2 separate regions of the Zea mays genome follow, and region 2 is linked to region 1. The links are chromatin contacts, called in public Hi-C maps. All regions are on one chromosome and are shown on one strand. Each heading gives the region's core, a stretch centred on a gene start, on an enhancer-like site or on the middle of the called end of the contact. The rest is flanking DNA. Distances are from core to core; before and after follow the strand shown. Region 1 holds the start of LOC100280936 (protein capI). Region 2 holds the start of LOC103632982 (protein trichome birefringence-like 4).

Region 1 (5,659 bases), core at 2,776-5,275:
CTAGGAATACTTTCTCAGTGTTATTGAACGGTCCCCTGCTGGCTGGCTGGCTCATGCGCCCAGCAGCAAACGCCGGCCCATATATATGCTGGTACGTTACGCATGCTTCTGATCTTTTGTCACAATAAGGCCTTGTTCGGTTAGCTTCCAATCCACATGGATTGAGTGGGATTGAGTGGGTTTAAATCTTAACTAAGTCAAACTCTTTCTTAATTTTTTCCAATCCCATCCAATCCATGGGTAACGGGATTAACCGAACAAGGCCTAAAGTGGCACGCTGCTGGCACAGGAGAATGTCACGCATGGAGATATTAGGTCCGGGAAATTAGTAAGTACATTTCTTCACTTTGCCATACCTTACTCTATCTGTGAACTAACCATGCAGTTCAGTCGGTTATTCTTATGCATCGGCAGTTCAGTCGATGAAACAATCAAAGGAAAAGTTACAGGTCTCAAGAGGTTACACAACTACACGTTGTTGATAACCTTTTTCATTTGAAATCGTGTATTGGAGAAATCTGGTCTGGTGTAATCCGAAATCCTTAAGTGGCCGTTTGTTTCTTCCAGAATGAAGGTATGGAACAATTCCTAGCCGGTTTGTTTCTCTAATTTATATAAGTTTTGATCAGTTGGAATGGTTCTTGGTCCATTCCTGGATAAACGAACAAGGTCTAAACGACCTCGGACACGACGAAGGGATTGCCGAAACCAAATCTGTAGGTCTCGAAAAGTTAAAAATTATATGGCTGACAACTGTTTTTTATTTAAATTCATCTGGAATCTTAATTCTACAACTCGTTTTAAAATTAGATGGACATAAAATGGCTAGGACGAAGATACTAACAAATAATGGACACAGATGTCTGCTGACGAATACGCTAAGTCTAAGGTTTGGGTTCGGTCGAGCGTAGGTGCCTTGCATGGGTGGCCACAAAATGTACGTATGTGTTTTCTTGCATGACTTGTAAGTTGTAACGCGTGGTCGATCGTCTGCCTGACTGGTGGAGCCTTTTATGAGATTTTTTTTTTGTTGTTGCCAGTTTTGACTTTTGAGTGAGAAAACTATCAGAACATGTACAACCTAGACATTGCTGCATGGTACTCTAAGTACAAGACACAACTAAAACACAATATAATACAATGGTCATATCTAAAACATGTGTCTTAGCATATTCATTGTACCAATCAGAGCATTCAATAAATTAAAGGGACCAATCAGCTAGTCTTATGTCTCGAACATAGAGCTAAGACACTGTGTCTTCGTCAAAATACATGTCTTGAGTTTTTTTTTACATTCACCCTCATAGACACACTCTAAGATACTCATTGTACATGCCATCACAAGCTCAAGCTCTTCGCTAAGCGTAACCACTGGACACTGCCACACTGGCCAATGGCAACGCCTGCATGCATTCATGCTGCATATATGACTGCGTCGGGCGACGGGCGGTTCGTCGGCTTTGGCTGGGCGTCGCTCTCGGCCACCGACACCCCTGCGGACCGTACAGACACCTAGCCAGCGATGCTCGCTGTTGGGATCGGGATGCGCACGCAGGCGGCCGCCCGCCCCTTGTTGTTCCCATGCGGAAAAGGAGGCGACGACAGTGCAGACTACGTACGTCAATCTTGTACTGTACTATGTCTATACGCGTCGTGGGTCCGGCTGGAGACCTGGCCTTCACATCACTGACAGATAAGGCCCACATTTAATGGTCGGCGTCGGAGTACTAGCGTGCTAGCTACTAGCTAGTACTCCCGCCGGGCGCGCGATTGCTGGCTTCACATTACATCCGATTGGCTCGTTGAGGTCATCACGCTAGCTAGCTCCTTTCTTCCATGCCGCATCGCATGCAAATGGCGATGAGCTATGAATGCCCGTGCCCGTGCGTGCGTGATTCCGGTGAGGAGGTGGGCAGCGAGCCGCTCGCGCCATGCTGCGCACCATCGGTCGATCAGCAGCCCATGCTGGCTGGGTATCCAAGTTGCGAGTGCCCCCTCACCTCACGTGGTGTGGTGCGTGTGGCTTCGCGCGGCGCGGCGCGGCGCCATCACATCTACTACGCCGCTCGCGCTTGCATGCTAGGCGAGGGCGAGGATGCCCGCAGGGAATTTATTTCGTGCGTGCACCCGAGCGGCGCCGACACGACCCGCTTCTCGCTGTACGTCAGGCACACACATATATATATGATCGGTGATCCGGGATTGGTTGACTTCCTGCTGCTGGGCTGATGGCCACGGGGGTGGTCCAGGGATCGGATCGGATCGGATCGTGCCGGGCTGCGAGCAGCGGTTCCCTTGTTCGCGTGGACGTGGACGTGTACATTTTTGCGTTTAGCATTCCTTCCAACCCGTGTACGTACACACGCTGCCGTGCTACTTCCCCTGTTCCGATCCGTACCATACCGGTACGTTACGTACGCGGTGTGGTCTTCAGTCAAACGGGAGAGAGAGCCGGCCGGGCGAAGCAGGCACTACACTGGCTCCGACCCGGCCCGTCCGCACAGCGAACGGAACCGCGCGTCAGACCATACGGCACGCAGGAGCAGGACCAAGAGCCGCGGGACCGTTTGCTGCGCGCAAGTGCCGACGAATCACAGCGCGCGGCGGCTGACTACCGGCCGTGGCTGTTTGGTCGCCGCACACAGGCACCGCCGCCGTGCTGGGCGGATCTCACACATCGTCCTTGCCTCTCCGTCTCCGGCTCCGCGCGCGTCTGCTTTCGTTGTCCTCTCCGGTCTCTCTGCGGACACAACGATTATACATGAAACCTTACCAAGGCAGGCAGGCAGGCAGCGTTCTTCCAGCTAGCCTTGCCAAAGCCAAGCAAGATCGTCACCGTCCTATATATGGCCTTTTCGTCTACGCTCCATCCCTCCATTTCCAAACGGACCGTCGGACCGACGCTTTACCCGTACACAAAAAGAGGCATCAATGCGCCCCTGGCGGGCTGGGCCCATGTAATGTGCCGGCGATGGACCGAGAGCACGTCACATGCTTTATGACAACGATCGATCTTCCAAGCCCCAACCATAAGTCTATGTGGTTTTCATTCAGTGCCACGTGATCTCAATACAGATCAACAACAGAGTCGTTGTAATGTACTTCCTCCGGTTTCCTATTAGTTGTCGTTTAGGACAACGACACGGTCTCCAAAATATAAATTTGACCAATGTTTTTTGTTAAAATACAAATGAACTCTTAATACATTTATACTTTTATAAAAGTACTTTTTATAACAAATTGGCGCATATAAATATTAGGTTCCAAAACTAAATAACAAAATAATTATTTGTAGTCAAAATTTTATAAGTTTGACTCGAACCTTATCCAAAACGAAAACTAATAGGAAATCGGAGGGAATATCTTTTAGCTTGTTTCATAGTTAACTCTATAAGATTCTTCAATTCGATCGGGCATATATCTGCCACCTGTTTTTAGCAAAAACACATGCACTTAATTGTGAACTAAATGAGACAGTATTCTTACGATGAGAGGTCTATATATTTACTCTCTCCGTTTCTTTTTAGTTGTCGCTGGATAGTTCAATTTTGCACTATTCAGCGACAACTAAAACGAGACAGAGGGAGTATCTATCCAGTCCATCACACACATTTGCACAGTGCGGCGCTCAATGCTAAAATAGTAGTAGTAGTGAAGTCTGGCCAATCCATCCATCGGCCAGCCATTGACTCGCCCACAGCACAAAGGTCCGCGCACACGTTTCACACTGCCACAGTGTGGCCTGCCATGGGCGAATGAACTCCGATCCGATGCGATCCTACCGAAAACACTACGTACCTCTTCGTTTACCAAATGACAGCACGCACCAAATTAGGCAGGGAGGTGAGGATCCCAAAATCACAAGCACGCACGCACCGGACGACGAGTGGCCTCCAACCGAAACCAAAAACCACTCGCCCCGCGTGGGCCCTTCTCCTTTTGCTTGCTCCCCTGCTGCGTTTCACTCCCTCTCTTCCCCCGTGGCCCTTTATATCCACACGCTTGCTCTTCTCACTCCCTCCTCAGCTAGCCTGCTTGCTTCGAGCCTAGCTGTCTCCGTCCGTCTAGCTCCAGCTCTCCCTCGAGGCCCGGAACGCGAGGACGACGAAGAGCAGAGCCCCAGGCAGCCACAATGCCGTCGTCGGGGATCACCGCGGTGGACGCGGCCGCCAAGGGGATGAAGCTGGAGCGGTACGCCAGCGGGGGCGCGCTGCTGCTGCGCCGGGCGACCAGCGCCAAGCTCGTGTCCGCGTCGTCGCACCTGCTCTTCCGCGCCACCGTGCTGGCCACGCTCGCGCTCGTCTTCCTCTTCACGCTGCACTACCCGTCCCTCCTCTCGCGCTCCTTCCACCTCTCCGCCGGCGGCGGCGGCGGCGCCGACGACGGCGCGCGCTCCTCCGCCTCGCACCGCAGCCTGCTCATGTCCTCGGCGTCGTACGGGGGCGCCGCGTGGGAGAAGGAGGTGCGGCGGAGCGCCAGGCCGAGCCGGGACGGGGGCATCTCCGTGCTGGTCACCGGCGCCGCGGGCTTCGTGGGCACGCACTGCTCGCTCGCGCTGAGGGCCCGCGGCGACGGCGTCCTGGGCCTCGACAACTTCAACTCCTACTACGACCCGTCGCTGAAGCGCGCGCGCCAGGCGCTGCTGGCCAGCCGCGGCGTCCTGGTGCTCGACGCCGACATCAACGACGCCCCGCTGCTGGAGAGGCTCTTCGACGTGGCGGCGTTCACGCACGTGCTGCACCTGGCCGCGCAGGCCGGGGTGCGGTACGCCATGGAGGCGCCGCAGACGTACGTGGCGTCCAACGTGGCCGGGCTCGTCAGCGTCTTGGAGGTGGCGGCCAAGCACGCCGACCCGCAGCCGGCGGTCGTCTGGGCCTCGTCCTCGTCCGTGTACGGGCTCAACACCGACGCGCCCTTCTCCGAGGACCACCGCACCGACCGCCCGGCGTCGCTGTACGCGGCCACCAAGAAGGCCGGCGAGGCCATCGCGCACGCCTACAACCACATCTACGGGCTCTCCATCACCGGCCTCCGCTTCTTCACCGTGTACGGGCCGTGGGGCCGCCCCGACATGGCCTACTTCTTCTTCGCCCGCAGCATCGTGGCCGGCGAGCCCGTCACGCTGTTCCGCGCCGCCGACGGCTCCGACGCGCGCCGCGACTTCACCTACATCGACGACGTCGTCAAGGGCTGCCTCGGCGCGCTCGACACCGCCGGCAAGAGCACCGGCTCCAGGTCCGGCAGAAAAAGCGGGCCAGCGCCGCTCCGCGTCTACAACCTCGGCAACACCTCCCCCGTGCCCGTCACCCGGATGGTGGCCATCCTCGAGAAGCTGCTGGGCAGGAAGGCCAACAAGCGCGTCGTCACCATGCCCAGCAACGGCGACGTGCCTTTCACCCACGCCAACGTCAGCCACGCCGCGCACGACTTCGGCTACCGCCCTACCACCTCCCTCGAGGCCGGCCTCCGCCACTTCGTCGACTGGTTCGTCAGCTACTATAAGCTCGACGCCAAGATCGCCAAGCCCGCCGCCGCCGACGACGACAAGCCCGCGAAGAAGAAGAAGAAGAACAAAGCCATGTCGGCGTCGTCGTGATCGTACGTTCATCGATCAAGCACACACGGGCACACAGAAACAGAGCACCGCCACCGCCAAGCA
Region 2 (5,918 bases), core at 2,902-5,401, 150 kb before region 1:
GCCAAATTCAGAAGATAAAGGAAACTCTAAAAGAGATAGAAGTATCTGCTTCCAAGGGTATTCCATACCAAGTGCAAAATATTTGGTCTTAAACTATTGATGTCAATAAACCCTGAAAGGAATGAGGGAAGTTATCTTGCTCCAACTTGTTCACTCATGTGAGTATGTGACAATGTTTCAAAAGTCCAAGTGTGGGCCAACAAAAATATCCAAGAGCCTAGGCTTCAGTTTCAACAGCATAAAACAAGACAACGAAACCCAAAACACAGAGGGCTGAAAGTCCTAAGCAGAATAAAAGTTCCTTTTCGCCTTAACTGTTGATACTGAATTAAGCTGTTCGTAAAAGCAGTGCTTACCAGGCAAATTGTGTCAGGTCTGTTATGCCAGCATCCTGCAACAACCTGCAGATAGGACATCTATCAACTTGGAGTTCCGCTAGAACAAATAAATGAAAGCTGTGGAGATATGAGAAAGGTAATGTTCCACGAAAAAACACCAGCGATTACACAGGAAACGGATTCTTACTGTAAGAGAGGACGATATGGATGGAAAACAACCAAATAATAGTCGAGAGCTTCCAGGAGCTTCATTTCCATTTCAAGAATATCCTTAATTTCAAACCGATACTTATCATCGGAACCTGCACTTTGAAGAGAGGGAGAGAGAGAGAGAAGGTCATCTACTGCAGTTTTTACATGTAAATATGGCGATAAATATGGTTATAAGACACACCACACATCTTTTTTATATAAAATACAAGAAGTCGGGCTTGCACTGTACTCTCCTCCACCTTAGATGCCAAATACAAACAAGTAGGTGCAACCAAACGAGGATCATAGTCTGACATGCTCTTCCTGGAAACGAATTTTGTGTTAAAACAAAGTTCTCACTACAAAATATACACATACAAAAAATTCAAGGCCCCACTAGAACAAATAATTCAATGTTTTTCAGGAGAACATATAGAAAAAAGTGATACAATAATATATATTTAACCGAGCTAATGACTCAGAAGATTAGGTTTCAGACATGGTTTTTGTATTTCAAGTTAAAAAGTTTTAAGAGATGAGCACTACCATAATAGAGGGCTAGGGATGTAAATGGTATGGATATTATCCGTCCGTATTCGAAACCGATCCGTCTAAGAGGGCTGAGATCCGATCCATATCTGAGTCCAAATATTCAGTATCCGATACGTATTCGTATACTCAAAGTTGGATATTTAAGACGTCGATATCGATTCAAATCTTATCTACACAACTCAATAATATTTGTATCATATGCGAAGCTGAAGAGAAGATGTAAAACAAATATAGGGCGAGTAATATCCATCTGTATCCGATCCGATAGAGGACAGTCGAAAAAATAGGACACAATTCTACAAATCTTGTGATGACACTGTTTCCTTCGTCTTAAGTAGTAAGACTACCAGTTGAATTTAGAAGTGATAATTCTACAATGCATACAAACACAGATGCACATGCAGTGTATCCTTACATAGAGAAGCATACCTTGTATACACACGCCTGAAGTAAGCTATTGCTGTAGCTACAACTCTGAAATAACAACAGTTTAAGGTCACAAAGATCACATCTTGGCAGACAAGCTAAAGACAGGATATAACATGCATGTTATGTAAAAACTTCATTTGTTGAGACTTGAGATGCACTCAATATTACTTTTTACTGTAATCCTGTAAGTACTGTTGCACTCATATGGTCGATGAGCATACAGTAACATAAGAATTCTATTTGACAAACTCATCTTTCTCTTAAAGATGCCAACATTTTGTGGGGTGTTTGAATGAACTAAAGCTAATAGTTAGTGGCTAAAATTAGTTGAGACATCCAAACAACCTAGCTAATAGTTCAGCTACTAGCTATTTTTGGTAAATTAGTTAATAGTCAGGTAGGTCTTTGTTAGCTAGCTAATTTTACTATCAATTTTTAGCCAACTAACTATTAGTTATAGTGCATTCAAACACCCCCTTATTATTGCACCTGGAGTAGGAACATCAGCAACAAAATGATGGGGGAGGAACAAACACTAAGGTGGCGTTTGGAACTTTGGATGCACCATGGGTTTGTGATATGGACTGGGACTGGGATATTAAAAGATGGGTTTTGAGAAGGATAGTATCCTGTACTTTTCCAATGTTCTGCACTGGGTTTTTAGATTAGGAACAATCTTTAATAATAAAGATGCTCCTCATTAAGTCAGAAAGAAAATTTAAGTATGACCACAGCAAAACAAATCTTGTTGCGAAATCTGAAGATTCTCTTCATGACATCTCTGAAGCGTTCTTCAACCTGGAACTGCAAATAATTGCTCCAAAGAAGCATACAAAAAAGAAGTGACAAAACAAGTGAACATAGATCCAACCAGTAAGTTGTGTCCCCAGTAGCCAAGCAAATAGAATTGTGAATCTACTGTATAAGATTAAAAGGGCCCCACCCAAAACCCACCTCCCTCGCCTCTTTAGATCGGTGGATAAAAGCTCCTCATTTCCCATTCACGATTCTACAGCACATCCCTTTCACGCTATGCAAATTTGGGGTTTAGATATAACCGATTCCTCATATCCCATCCACAGTCATCATTTTCCACTCGCCAAACACCAACTAAATATCTCTGTGTGCTGATTTTCAGTTAATAAACCAACAACCTATATGATGTGATCTCTAATTCTTTTACCATCTATATAAGTTACAAGATGTAGAAGGAAACATGCGAAGTGCAAAATATAGTAAGTAATCAAGATAGCAAACACGTTCCTTTTAGCATCACAAAAGAAGCAAATAAATCAGGTTATGCAAACAAGGCCTAACCTTTGCCTAACTTTAACCTGCTGTGCTAGCCTCCAGATATCTGAAATCATCAAATGCTTGTATTGATAAGGCATTCAAAAATACACCAGGTGTCCTAATGCAAAATGGACATCAATAATGTGAAAATGTGAGATACTGTGATGGATGTAAATGTATGAAAATGAACTATGTGTTTGGTTTCCTTAAAAACATGGAGTCTAATTTAGCGATACACTAATACTATGAATTAAGACTGCACTGAATTAATAAAAGCAAGGATTGCAAAAAGGCACAATAACACAACCAAGGACTATGAACTTGTTTGTTTGAAATCAGTAGGGTGAAAACAAGAAAAACATCGTATTTTTCTTTCTTTCTCAACTGAAATGGCAGGCAGACGTTTGATCTTAGCGTCACATAAAAACCCATGATATAAAGGCACATAGCAGGATGCTCGTGGGTCTAACTACATATACACAAGTTACTTGTCACAGTCGTGGAAAACCAGCAATCGTTTGAACATCAGATCAGTCTGCATTTGATGCGTCTAATATCATAAAAGATTAGCAGTTCCAACATCTAACAGCTCAGAGTTTGGTATGATCTTTTTTAGTGCACAATACAGAAGCAGTGTAGAATCTAAAGCTGATTCACATCGGGAAATGATAATGCAAGGTGTCAGGAAAAGACTAGCGAGGATAGGAGCTCACGGAACGACATATGGATCTTGATGAGGCGGAACTCTTCCGGCGTGATGCCTCGCTCCCGGTCCGCCGCCGGCACCAGGTCCACGTCCTCGGGGTCCAGCAGCTGCTTGCTGCACATCCCAGCAACAGCAGCCAGGGGCGACACCGCCCTAATCAGCCGCTGAGCTTACCGCGGTCCGCGGAGCCACCAAATCGAGAGGCGCGAACGGGGAGGAGGGGGGCGACGAGGCCGGGGGAGGCTTACCAGTGCGACGACGTCCAGAAGTTGGCGGCCATCGTGGACCCGCGGTCCCGGTGAGCCCTGCGGAGACTCCCGCCGGGCGAATCGGTGGAGGAGGAATCGCCGGCGCCGGCGACTCTCAACAAGATTGAGTGGTAAAGCAGAAGCAGAACCATCAATTGGTCAGGACGACCCAGCCAGCATTATGGGCCGCCTCGGGGAATTCGAAGCCCGCATTGCGCTACTAGGCCTACCAAAAACGTTAGCTAGCTCCCCAAGTTTCGAGTCCTCTGAAAATCCAAAGGTTTCGCAGGGAAGTGGGCCTGGATCAGGCCCGGCGTATTCAGGACCTGTAATCAAGCTTATCTAGTACCACACCTCGGCTCCGTGCTCCCGCCCCCGTTTCCCGCCCACGTCTCCCTCGCCAGATTGCCGTCGTCGCCCCTCCGCCTCCGACCGCGCTCACGACCTGGTCTTCTCCCGTCCTGTCGAGACAACCCAGCCCGCAGAACCGTGCCCGTCCCCCTCCCGAGACTTCCGTCGCGCCTCCCCTCGGCTCAAGATTGTCATCACCCCCAGCCGGCGTCTGGCACCTGCCCCGCTCGCTATTTCTCGGGTCCGCATCCACGGAGACAGTCCCACTCGCGTAGTCGTGTGATTCCCGGATACGCATGCCCGTCGCAAATGCCCCCCTTCGCGCCCGCCGGCCCTCTCGCGATGTCGACCCTAGGGCATCCTCTCCCCCGCCGAGCAGCAGCGACGACGCCGTCTACGCCCATCGCGCGCATCGCCGCGAAGTCTCTCGTCCCGAAACTCCAGCCGAAGGAGAGCGAAGATGCGGAGGAGCTGCAACGGCTACCGCGTCCTACGAAGCAGGTGAGTGACGAACCGTATCTTGCTTCGTCCTATCCATGGATCCTGCATTGTGGTTGGGATGTTGATCTCGGCCTCTCGAGCAGGCGGGAGACAGAAATGTTTCGGCCTTATGTGCAATGCTTGGCTGTGGTGGCTCCCAGATTGAGTTGTGCCTGCGAGTGGTTGCATAGATCAGTTTTGTGTTTGGGTTGTGATGGTGGAGAATTAGAGTGGATACTCCTGATGCCTTCTGTTGTAACTTCATTTCAAATCAATTTTGAACTAACATTGTAGGGGTTCAATGCTTTCTTTTAATCATTTTGTGGCATGTCTGATGTTTTCACAGGTGTACTCATGATCCCTCTGTATCCTACGGGATCATGCCCTCACATCGATGAGTCCTTCAACTGCCACCTCAACGACCTGCCTGACAAAGCTTACGTGAGGCTCCAGTGGCAACCCAGCGGATGTAGAATCCCAAGGTGAGAAAAGTTTACTGCAACAACTACACGTTTTAGTTATTGGCGTGTGACAAAAGCAGTTCTACATTGCTGCTTTTTTTATAGTTCTGTTATTTGTGTTGCTTATGTTAGATTGAACCAAACTGGTATGTTGGAGAGGCTGAGAAGAGACTGGTTTTGTTCCTGATTCGCAAAAGGAGGGTTTGAGAAGTTGAATTACTTATCAAACCTATGGGATGCCTGTCTACATGTCTCGACAGCACCGTTAACCTTGCCTTCGAGATCTACCAACCAAAGCACACTTATGTCTCGCTGCACCACAGCATCATCGTCTAGAAATAACACCTTGTTAAGCTTTAGGAAGATCTCTTGGAGATAGAATCTTAGATGGTTGAGAATTGGCAGTTACTTGGGGTTCCAAAACTTGGGATTTACATCATGCCTAGCATGCCCAGTTCTGAAGTAGTAATCAATCATACACTGGGTTTCCAACTGCTTCAGAACTTGACTGTAGCTTGAATTTAACCATGTAAAGTCTTCAATGTTCTTAATCTAAATAGCAGCTTTACCCAATGGATTAGCCAGGAACCACATTTTCATTGCAACATTGAATTTAACCATGTAAAGTCTTCAATGTTCTTAATCTAAATAGCAGCTTTACCCAATGGATTAGCCAGGAACCACATTTTCATTGCAACATAGTTAAGCCTATTTGTCACAATGTGAATACATGGTTTTTTGGTTTATGCATTAAATATAGCATCGAAAGGTTAGTAGTAAAAAATGATTAAATCGATTAGAATATTCAACATAAAAGAAGGTGGCGTCTTCATTCACAATAATTAACTGAACACTTAATCGGCAACTT

What was found. Hi-C and Micro-C count contacts between places; a contact is called where the count stands out from the background.
Region 2: a Hi-C map of endosperm shows a contact between it and region 1, with 4 times the contacts expected there. The contact joins the promoter of LOC103632982 here to the promoter of LOC100280936 in region 1. A contact is called at or near these places in 15 of 25 Hi-C or Micro-C datasets (bundle sheath, ear, endosperm and 5 more) and 1 of 3 datasets of contacts at active chromatin or transcription factors (leaf).

Annotation. Positions count from the first base shown.
Region 1 is chr7:142,057,926-142,063,584 of Zm-B73-REFERENCE-NAM-5.0, reverse strand. LOC100280936 (protein capI) reads left to right here and starts at 4,025. Exons shown (of 1, transcript NM_001153856.2): 1 at 4,025-5,659. The coding sequence starts at 4,133. The coding sequence ends at 5,596.
Region 2 is chr7:142,210,029-142,215,946 of Zm-B73-REFERENCE-NAM-5.0, reverse strand. It overlaps LOC103632982 (protein trichome birefringence-like 4), which reads left to right and starts at 4,151. Exons shown (of 4, transcript XM_008654685.2): 1 at 4,151-4,610; 2 at 4,936-5,071. The coding sequence starts at 4,406. It overlaps LOC100193909, which reads right to left and starts at 3,887. Exons shown (of 7, transcript NM_001138981.1): 1 at 3,759-3,887; 2 at 2,829-3,624; 3 at 1,512-1,556; 4 at 733-854; 5 at 526-640; 6 at 357-401. The coding sequence starts at 2,902.